Regions from separate parts of the Mus musculus genome. Here all the other regions are linked to region 1. Evidence: chromatin contacts called from public HiChIP or PLAC-seq and promoter capture Hi-C data. All regions are on one chromosome and are shown on one strand. Each heading gives the region's core, a stretch centred on a gene start, on an enhancer-like site or on the middle of the called end of the contact. The rest is flanking DNA. Distances are from core to core; before and after follow the strand shown.

Region 1 (3,566 bases), core at 450-2,949:
GTGTGCACATGAGTGCATGTGTGTGTGTGTGTATGTACACATTGCTCCATCATCATTGATAGCAATCTTGTGCAAGATTGATTGTCATTATCAGGTAGCTGAGGGTGTGGTTTATGGTGCAAGCAGTTTACTCTCAGTCTTCATAGCAGCTTGCAGAGGCGAGGACTGGTATGCAGAGGGCACTCAGCTCATTGGTGGGAACTCTACCATGCTCCCTGGCATGGCGATTTGATGCTTGCTATTCAGGGGGAAAGCTCTGGAAGCATGATGGGTGTGTGTGAGCAAGTGTGTGCTCATACCTGTACACGGGTGTGACCACACACATGCATCTGGATATGTGTACTTCCACACTTATCTAGGGGAGACACTAGACAGAGGCCTGAGGATGGTGGGGAGCTGGGAAGTGGATAGGAAGATGCTCCCTCTTAGAGCCCAGGTGTGCCTAGAGGAATTCATAGCACTCCCCCCCCCAATTGCTAAGGCTGTCCCAATTAAAAATGGAAATAAATTCATCTCTGGTCTTGTCCCCTTGGAGAGTCTTCTGCACACAGTGGGAGTCTAATAAATACTTTATGAGGAGGAGTCTGAACCAGGGAAGCCAGCAGCTGTTTCCAGCTCTGACTCTCAGAGACCCATGGGGCAGATCAGACATGGAGCCACTGGGATTTCCAGTCGTCCTCATCGACCCTGAGGTGACTCCAGACCCAGCTGTTCTGGAAGAGGCTGGATCCAGGTTACTAAAACATCCTGCTTTGGGGAAGTTGGCTCTTCCTTGACAGATTCTCTTTGGCCCTTTCCCATCCATCATGTGGATACTATTTATTGAACAGCCACTGTGTGTTGATCATCATGGGGGGGGGGGAGCATCTAGGCAGCGGAAGAAGAGTGGTGGACTCAGGCTGATCTCTGCTCAAATCCTAGTGCCTTTAATTACAAGCTGGGTGACAAGAGCCATATTTCTTATCTGCGTGTGAGTGGGCTTCTTTTCTTTCCTTTTTCCTTCTTTTATTTCTTTTTTTAGGATGATGACGTCACTTCATAGGGTTGATGTGAGGATTGGAAATAACAGAGGCTCCTGTACACAGCGCAGGTGCTCTGACAGTGGTAGGTAGGTGAGCTTCTCCCTGTCAGGAGTGGGTCCCTTCTGCTTCTGTCAGTTTATGCTCAATGCCTCCCGGTGTTAATTTTCTTTGTAAAATATGAGCACAGTCCCTATCCCCTTGGGCTTTTGGAAGATGTACCTGGAATCCAATGTGTAAAACAACCTGTACAGATACTGGCTATTAATCAACGTTTGTCCTCCGGTCCCGGTTTCCCCAGCATGGTGACAGCTTCCCCTTTAGGGTGCTCTCGATCCCTTCCTTTCATCGCCCCAGCGCCAACATTCAGCCGGGATTGCTGTGGGCATCAGTATCCTGACCGTACCTTTCAGAGGAAAGAAGGCAGGTGCTCAGCTTGCGGGTGGAGTGTGGAGGGGTTGGAGTGGTAGTGGTCTTGGAGCAAAAACTACAGTTCCCAGCCCTCGTTGCGCTGCCACCCGGCGAGGAGCGAAGGATGGCAGGCCCCTTCTTGGAGGCGGAGCCTGAGAGGGAGGCGGAGTTTGGAGGGGTTGGAGAGTTAAGCCAAGCCAATGAAACCGCTGGCTAATAAGTGGGCTTGGCTTGCCATATAACAGTGTCAGGAGGAGGAGAGCGAAGCTATTGAGCCAGCGAGGAGTGAAGCTGAGTCTGCTTCATACACTCCTAGAGGACCGCCTTCAGAATAGAGTTCTTTTCGCCCCTTCCTCCTTCCCCCGGCTCCTCTCCTGGCTTTTCTACCCGCCCAATACAATGCATACTCGAGTGGCAGCCCCAGAGAACTGAAGCAAACCAAAGAGAGAGGACTGGAGCCAAGACACTTCTGGTGGGGAATCTTGGATGCCTGGCTTTCTTTGAGGTCATCTTTGGAACGAGGGTGGCTTTGGGGTGGAGGGTCGTGCTGCAGGGAACTCAGCCAGGCCCCAAGATGGACACTTCTGGGCACTTCCATGACTCGGGGGTGGGGGACCTGGATGAAGACCCCAAGTGTCCCTGTCCATCTTCTGGGGACGAGCAACAGCAGCAGCAGCAACCGCCACCACCGCCAGCGCCACCAGCAGTCCCCCAGCAGCCTCCGGGACCCTTGCTGCAGCCTCAGCCTCCGCAGCCTCAGCAGCAACAGTCGCAGCAGCAGCAGCAGCAGCAGTCGCAGCAGCAGCAGCAGCAGGCTCCACTGCACCCCCTGCCTCAGCTTGCCCAACTCCAGAGCCAGCTTGTCCATCCTGGTCTGTTGCACTCTTCTCCCACGGCGTTCAGGGCCCCCACTTCAGCCAACTCTACCGCCATCCTCCACCCTTCCTCCAGGCAAGGCAGCCAGCTAAATCTCAATGACCACTTGCTTGGCCACTCTCCAAGTTCCACAGCCACAAGTGGGCCCGGTGGAGGCAGCCGGCACCGGCAGGCCAGCCCCCTGGTGCACCGGCGGGACAGCAATCCCTTCACGGAGATAGCTATGAGCTCCTGCAAATACAGCGGTGGGGTCATGAAGCCCCTCAGCCGCCTCAGCGCCTCTCGGAGAAACCTTATCGAGGCTGAGCCTGAGGGCCAACCCCTCCAGCTCTTCAGTCCCAGCAACCCCCCAGAGATTATCATCTCCTCCAGGGAGGATAACCATGCCCACCAGACTCTGCTCCATCACCCCAACGCTACCCACAACCACCAGCATGCCGGCACCACGGCCGGCAGCACCACCTTCCCCAAAGCCAACAAGCGGAAAAACCAAAACATTGGCTATAAGCTGGGACACAGGAGGGCCCTGTTTGAAAAGAGAAAGCGACTGAGTGACTATGCTCTGATTTTTGGGATGTTTGGAATTGTTGTTATGGTGATAGAGACCGAACTGTCTTGGGGTTTGTACTCAAAGGTAGGGACTGTGGTTTCTCTTTATACATTCAACAAAAGGAGTATGTAGACGAGAGAGAGAGAGAGAGAGAGAGAGAGAGAGAGAGAGAGAGAGAGATTGATTTTGAGAGATTTCCTAACTTCCCATGTTTTTCTTCCATGGTCCTGTGAGAATTCCTTTCTTGCTTCCCTTTGTGGGGACATCCCCACACACTGTGTCTAATGTGCAGACTCTGTGTTTGGGAGGATTAAAGAATCCCTTCTGAGAAATCGCTCTTTTCCTCCGGGCTCACGCGTACTAAAGCATAACCCAGCAGCTTAACGCACCAATTAATTACACTCTGCCTTGATGTGTTTGCCAGTTCCTGCTACTTCCCTCCTCGCCTCCCCTCCCTGCTCCACTCCATTCCCCCCCCCCCATAAAAAAGAAATAAATGTCTGGGTGGGGGTGGGGATCCTGTACCGTTCCCCAGCTCCCCCCCCCCTTCCCAAGTTTCTATTTCCCTTCTCTTCCCAGAGAGACTCCAGGGTAAAATGGAGATGTTCCCGAGTCTCTCCCAAGGGCACCGGGTTAAAAATATAGGTGGAGGAAATCAGCAGTCTCTTCCCTCAGGAAAGAGGACTCAGAATAAACCTGCCGCTGCCTTG
Region 2 (3,566 bases), core at 753-3,252, 380 kb before region 1:
GGGTGTTTCAATTAGCTGTCACATCTTCCAAGGTGACCCTCAGAGAAAGATGACTTCCTCCTGTCTCTGTGCCTCAATGCTGGTTCTGCAAGGACGAGTAGATGGACATTTGACTCCAGAGCAAAAGAAGTCCCCCATCTACCGCAGGGCCAGCAGGATACCTGCGACGTGCCAGTGTGGCCCAGCTGACCCAGGAGCTGGGCACTGCCTTCTTCTCCATGTTACACTCTAAGTACTGAAAGCCTCTCTTACCAGCACAGCTCCGCAGTCATTCTGCTCTGTCTGCCTGTCTCCAAAACACATCTCACAGACTTCTCCCCTCCCCCACAGTGCCACCCAGGCTAGCCTGTCACCTCCCACCCTGATCAACTCCCAAGACTCACCTCTGTCTTCTGAATCCATGACTGTTTACATCGGTCAGCTAGAGCTACCTAAGACCTAACTTGAATTATATTATGTCCCTGGCAGCCATACCAGTGGCTCTTTGCTCAGGCGCCCAGGTTTACCATGGCCACGTCCCCCTAACCAGTTTCTCTTACACAAAAAGCTTTTGTTCCTCAGAGTTATGGGACATATGCAACCTACAGGAAACTCTTTCCTCTGCTGCCCCTGCTGCCCCTGCTGCCCCTGCAGCCCCTGCTGGTGCCTTCTCATCCTTAATAGCTTAAGCATAATCACATTAAAGAAAGCCTCATCTTATTTAAGAGGTGCCTAAGATACACCACTGTCCCACCCGGCCACCCTGCCCAGTCCTATGATCCATGCCTGACACCCCTTACCCAGTTTAAAGTATTTATTTATTTGCTAGTAGTCTGTCATTTCCCCACACACACTATATTAAAACCCATGGAGGGCGAAGGTTCCATCTTTCTATCTGCTTGACTCCCACTGTATCCTCCAGGGTTGTCACTGGCCATTGTCATTGTCATAGTGTCATGGAAGCCTTCCTAGAGAATCCCACTGTTCTAGCAACTTTGCTGAACTTGTAAAGTCACCCAAGAATGGGGTCAAGAGAATCCCCAGTCTAGGGTCATCTGGGATATGGAAAAAAAGTAAGTGCCAGGTGGCCCGTCTGTTGGTTGGGGTAGTTATAGGGAATTTTGACAGCAGGACTGCAGCTTATGCTCATGGTGGTCAGCAAGGCAAGGTCACTCTCCCTGGTGCCTTGGTAAAAAGTGAGTTGGGTGCGATGTCCCCACGATGGCTGAAGAACTCCCCTGTGCTCAGGCTTCCTGTGTTTACTAATATGGTTCGTCAACATCAATCTAAACAAGTTTATCAATTAGTGCCTAGAACTGTTTATAGTTTCATCTTTGGATTCACAGAGGAACAGATGCGAGAAACTGAGATACCCTCTAACGTCTATCAAAGGGTTCCCCTCTGCCAGGTGGTGGTGGCGCACGCCTTTAATCCCAGCACTTGGGAGGCAGAGGCAAGCAGATTTCTGCGTTCGAGGCCAGCCTGGTCTACACAGAGAAACCCTGTCTAGAAGAGAAAAGGAAAGGAAAGGAAAGGGAAGGGAAGGGAAGGGAAGGGAAGGGAAGGGAAGGGAAGGGAAGGGAAGGGAAGGGAAGGGAAGGGAAGAGAAGAGAAGAGAAGAGAAGAGAAGAGAAGAGAAGAGAAGAGAAGAGAAGAGAAGAGAAGAGAAGAGAAGAGAAGAGAAAAAAAAGTTCCTCCCTCTTTTCCACAATCTAGTCCCCACATTCAAGCTCTTGCTCTGAGAATATACCTAAGATTCTTGTCAATAAAATACAAAGAGAAAAGGATTGTATCACTGGCGATGAACTAGTCTCTATTGAAGCTGATGGACTGACAGTATGAATGGACTAAAAATTGACCAGGAAAAACGGATGACCTAGGGGAAGGGAAGATGTGGGGACTGACAACCGACAGCCCTCCAGAAGGGACTCTGTGTGGGGATGGGGCTGCCTACTGGGTGTGCCTCTTTTCTATTCTCTGGCTCCTGCAGATAAGACCAGCAGTTAGGGTACACTCTCCTCCCAGTCTGTGGTTCTTGCAGCCCCAGTCCCACACTTTGGAAGCATGTCTGTCCAAGAGAACGAGCTACCCCAGCAGCTCTGGCCCTGGATCTTTAAGTCCCAAAAAGACTTAGCAAAGTCTGCTTTAAGTGGGGCTCCAGGAGGTAAGAAGAGGAAGGGAAGCCACTGAACAGAGAGGAGAATTAGGGTAGAATCAGTGTTGGGGGTGGAGGCCTTGGGGGAAGGATGCCCACTACAGCCTCTGTTAAATTTGATTTGAGCCTTTGATCCAGGCTCTGCAGACAGGCCAAAGGGGATCCGGCAGCATGGACGCCACGGGGCACTCCCGTGGTTCCTGGACTCTGGCCCCCAGTGTACAAGGCTTCCATTGGCAAGAGAGATGCTAGCTGGTTATACTTTAACCAGGACTGATCTCGTCTGTGCCAGGCCCCATCCCACTGACAAAGGCAGAGTATAAAGCAGACCCACAGACACAGCAGGTACGCAGCAGTATGGAAGGTGCTCTACTGAGCCGGGCTGGGTCAAGCTACGGGGGTTTCCCCCACAAGGGGGCAGGCAGGGGATAGAGCCGCACTGTATAGATGGAGGGAACTTGGAGGGGAGGGAAGTGGGGAAGCCAGAGAGTTGCCTGGAGCTAGAAGGAAGTAAACAAGGAAAAGTAACAGAGAGATTCCAGGCCTAGAGAATGAGATGCCTTGAGACTTGAGGGAGGCTTCTGGGGGTGCTGAGGCTGAGTGGTCTGCTGGGGGGCGGGGTGGGGGAGGGTCTCGGTAACTGGGTCCGTAAGGACTCAGCTTTGAGCTAGACCTAGATTTGAATCATCTTCCTTGGAAGATGCCCTTTTCTTAGACAGTGCATTTTCTCTCTCCGTCTTTTTCCTTCCTTGTAAAGTTGGGAAAGAGCACATCTAACAGCCTGCTCCATAGAACCCTGGAGACTAAACAAAGTAATGTGTGACACTCAGATTGAAGGAAGGCCTCCTCACACAGACCGGAGGGCTGAATAGACACAGGGTGCACTGGCAGGAAGCACATGGGGGATAGGCGATTGTCTGTGCAGGATCCTGAGTCCCCATCTACCGCAGGGCCAGCAGGATACCTGAGACGTGCCAGTGTGGCCCAGCTGACCCAGGAGCTGGGCACTGCCTTCTTCCAGCAGCAGCAACTGCCCGCAGCTATGGCGGACACCTTCCTGGAACACCTCTGCCTTCTGGATATCGACTCAGAGCCTGTGGCCGCTAGGAGCACCAGCATCATTGCCACCATCGGTAAGACCACCCAACCCTGGGCCGCCACACTGGGCCGCCTGCATGACTCTGGTGTCTCCTTACTGTGCTATCTTTGCCATGGTCATTCATTCAACAAATATTTGTGAGATTTGCAGGTGTTGTTGTTGTTGCGGGTGTTGTTGTATTTGCTTCTTTTTCTTTTTCTTTTTTTTTTCTGAGACAGAATCTTCTTATGTTGTAGCTCTGGCTGTTGGGCAGGCAGGTCTCAAACTCAGAAATCCACCTACCTTTGCCTCCTGAGAGCTGGGCCGGGTTAAAGGTATGTGCCACCTTGCTCC
Region 3 (3,566 bases), core at 589-3,088, 280 kb after region 1:
GCAGCAGTTCTTCCGTATCTGCGTGCCCAGAGCACCGGAACTCTGGAAGCACTCACAAGGCAAAGAGTTTCAAGGAAACTCAACCTCCTGGAACCTTGGCATTCTCATAACCTGTATATTCATTCATACCCTATCCCCGCGTTTGTCTGGTGTATGGATGCACGTGCTCTCTTTTAGTATTATTTTATTATAAGTGCCTTTAAAGATTGAATTCTGACATAGCTAAGCCTTCGCCAGTGTTCCAACGTCCCAGAAAATCCTTGAAGCGGACAAACTTGGAATTCAGTAAGAAGGTTACCTATTCTGTAACATTCAAATTTACTCCTAGTAGAGATGGTGAAACTAATTAGGCATTACAAAGAACAGAGCTAGAATAGCTCCAGGGCTGGTCTGCAGGGTGATTACTTAGGACAGTAGCCAGTCTCATCCAGACAAGGGAATACACAATGGTCTAGCTAATAGGTGGGTTTAACATGTAAGAGTTAGGGACTCCCACTGAGACAGGAATCTTCACTACAGCCAGGTATAGCAGGCTACACTGCATGTTAGAAGCAAGTTGGTGAATTCTTCTGACAAATGGAGATTCTCCACAGATACTTAAAACAACAGCCAAGTTAAACTGATACAAGAATTTACCAAGGCCTAGGAAATAGGGGGTTTGTAGTGTTACATTATTCATGAGAAGGTCTGCTAGAGCAGAATCCCCTGGTGCAAGCTTTCACAAGGCTCAAAGGAGTAGCACAAATTGTGACTAGGGTGTGAAATCCTTACCTGTCATTAGCTGACCCTAGACAGGGCTGTTTTATCTTTACTGTAAACATTACCTGGTTCCTGGAAGTCCTTTTGAAGTCATTCCTTTGTTTTGTGTCAGGTAACTTCAATGTGCTTTGCCTGCTGTGACATCCTACCCCTTTGTTTTCTGTATTATATAAGACTGGTGTTCACTTTGTGACAATACATTCAGATTCTACACAACCTCTTGTGTTGATTTTTGTCTGTCATTTGTTGACTCCTTGTCCACATGTAACCAGAGACCGGTTCTACGCAGACAGGGACCAAAAAGGGTCTGCGGCACTTGTGTGAGTGTTGTGGGGGTGGGGTGGGGTGTGTGTGTGTGTGGGGGGTGTAAAACCCAGGGACTTCCCAGAACATTCCAAAGCAAAACTCAATCCCTGAGAGGCACCCTCAGCCTTTCCCCTTTTTTTGTGATAAGGTCTTACTAAGTGGTCCAGGCTGGCCTTGAACTCCTTCTGCAGCTAAAGCTGTCCTTGAACTTGTGCTTCTCTTGCCATAGCCTCTTACGTAGCTAGCATTATAGTCCTGTACCCAAGCACAGCTTATAACATAATTTTTTAATTTTTTCAAACAAAACCATTTTCAATAGCATCATTACTTCTCTCTTTGAATTTATATCTTATTTGTTAATCTACTTTTCAATCCACTCATTAATTTTCAAGCTTCCCTTGTTAAAACTGGGCCTCTCCCCTCATTATGTCTGCTTTCATTATGTGTCAAAAACTTCTCATAAGCTAGAGCCTTTTGTTGTTCTGTTTTAAGTATTTTAACGTTTTTGTTTCATTTCCTTTTTAGCCCATGGGTTGTTGATCTAGGAATATTAGATTCCCAAATGGGTGGGATTCTGTACACCTCTCCTGATGACTTATTCCTAATTTAAAAGCATTAGGAACTCACATCTGACCAAGAGAAATCACGGGGAGATCCGGGGCAGTTTCTGGACCCACATGACTGAATTTAACTCCTCCCACACACAACGCTGAAGTTTGTTGTACAGACTGCAGAGGGCAATTTCCACAGGAAAAGGGCTCTTGAGCTCCACCCTCACAGTGACTTTTAGCCTGGGGACTTTCCCATCCATAGTACAGGCTGGCAGAGCCTATAATGACTACAGAGACCCTTGCAGGACAACAAAAGCAGGTCCAGTAACAGGAATTTGTGGGAGAGTGCTCCAGAGAGAAGGAGCCATAGAGAGGTCCCAAACATCTTGAAATGACCTCTGCTTGGGCCAAATTCTAAGAAATTCAAGTACAGGGCATATTCTAGGAGACCTTTATGAGAACAGATCCAGAGAGAGACAAAGGGCCTGAGCCAGTCAGTATGCAGCACTAAGGACACTGTGTGGCTGGCTATAGGAAGCAAAGCACCCTGAACTACTCCATCTGAGACTCCAGAGAGCCCAAGCTACGAGCTCAGACTGACCATAGGCATCCTGACAGCAAGTGCTCCACCCAAATGGATGGGAGTGGGCATGGGAAGTGTGAGACAGGGTCTCACTATGTAGCTCTGGCTGGTCTGGAACTCAACTATGGTGGACCAGACTGGCCTCAAACCTCAGAGAAAGCCCCAGCCCCTGACCCCGCCCCTGCAGCCCTGAGATCCAAGGCGTGTGCCACTATTCCTGACTTTGCTTTCCAGTACTGGGGGCTAAACCCAGGGCATAGAATTCTTCTCTTACTTATTATGTTGAAAGCGGGCTTCCATGAGATGCCCAAACTGGTCTTGAACTCATTCTGTAATCCAGGTATTCTTTTAAAGAAAACCTTGTTTGTTTGGCGTGTGTGTGTGTGTGTGTGTGTGTGTGTGTGTGTGTGTGTGTGTGTATGTGTCCGTCCGTCCGTCCATGCATGGCCCACCACTTACTTGCATGTGGGAGGCAGAGAACAACTTCTAGGAGTCAGTCAAGGGGAGATCCAGGGCAGTTTCTGGACCCACGTGACAGAATTTGACTCAGGAGTAGCTGTGCCTCAGGAACTAGAAGTAAATATTTTTTAACCATAAATAGCCTATTTGTAACTTTGTGTTTCTTTAATACACACCACCCTCAAAACTCAAAGAACTTTTATTACTTGGAAATAAAAATGAGGCTAGGCATGTGTCTGAAATTCCAGCAGTGGGGAGACTGAGTTCAAGGTCAGTTTGGACTACATAGTGAGACCCTGTCCTGAAGAGAGGTCACACTCAGAGGTAGCTAAGTCTGAGAGAGCTCTATAGCCTATCTCAGGTAAGAAAACAGCACAAGGACAGACGCCCCTGGCCACAGGACATTGGCACTAGGACCCGATGGAGCCGACCCCCTTGGCTGCTAAGCCAGAGGGTTAAAGGTGGCGTGGCGCGTTCCGAGATGCCACTTTGCCAAGTGTTTCACCTACACCATCCACATACCAACCAGAGTGGACAGAGGGGGAGCAGCTTTCCAAACCAGACAAGGAAGTAGTCACTGCGGCGCCCCCTGTTTCGGACTCTGCAGACACGGAGAGGGCTGTGTAGTTCTTTAGAAGGGGGAGAACCCCCTCCCCCTCAGCAGCGGGGAGAAAGAGAGCAAGAGGCATCGCTCACAGTGAGCCTGAGGCCTCGGACCCCAGCCAGTCAACCCGAGCCACTTGACCCACACATCCCCACTCCTCCTCTCTTCATTCACATTACCCTTTACTAGGAACCCCCATCCCCAACCCCAGCCTACCATGGTCCCTCCTCTGCTCTGAGACACCATCCGTGCCACCTGCTGTCCTTTTGAGCTACACTCAATTGTTATCATGGAAAGGAAAGCT

What was found. HiChIP or PLAC-seq counts read pairs in DNA pulled down with a chosen protein or histone mark. Capture Hi-C pulls out chosen DNA fragments and counts their contacts.
Region 2: a contact with region 1 is called in a promoter capture Hi-C map of liver, with 2.4 times the contacts expected there. The contact joins the promoter of Pklr here to the promoter of Kcnn3 in region 1. A contact is called at or near these places in 3 of 9 other capture datasets (adipose tissue, liver and macrophages).
Region 3: an H3K27ac HiChIP or PLAC-seq map of embryonic stem cells shows a contact between it and region 1, with 4 times the contacts expected there. The contact joins the enhancer-like site here to the promoter of Kcnn3 in region 1. A contact is called at or near these places in 3 of 39 promoter capture datasets (embryonic stem cells, hippocampal neurons and stem cell-derived epiblast-like cells) and 6 of 115 datasets of contacts at active chromatin or transcription factors (bone marrow-derived dendritic cells, embryonic stem cells and stem cell-derived neural progenitor cells).

Annotation. Positions count from the first base shown.
Region 1 is chr3:89,518,465-89,522,030 of GRCm38.p6, forward strand. It overlaps Kcnn3 (potassium intermediate/small conductance calcium-activated channel, subfamily N, member 3), which reads left to right and starts at 1,700. Exons shown (of 8, transcript NM_080466.2): 1 at 1,700-2,940. The coding sequence starts at 2,005.
Region 2 is chr3:89,134,140-89,137,705 of GRCm38.p6, forward strand. It overlaps Pklr (pyruvate kinase liver and red blood cell), which reads left to right and starts at 2,003. Exons shown (of 11, transcript NM_013631.2): 1 at 2,003-2,143; 2 at 3,085-3,267. The coding sequence starts at 2,044.
Region 3 is chr3:89,799,858-89,803,423 of GRCm38.p6, forward strand. No RefSeq gene overlaps it. Among named protein-coding and RNA genes, the nearest start is that of Ube2q1, 28 kb to the left of the region's middle. Within about 2 kb of position 1,839, at least 68 of the 459 cell types and tissues checked have an H3K27ac peak or open chromatin away from gene starts, as enhancers often do. A contact at or near this core is called in bone marrow-derived dendritic cells, embryonic stem cells and stem cell-derived epiblast-like cells, where this site is marked.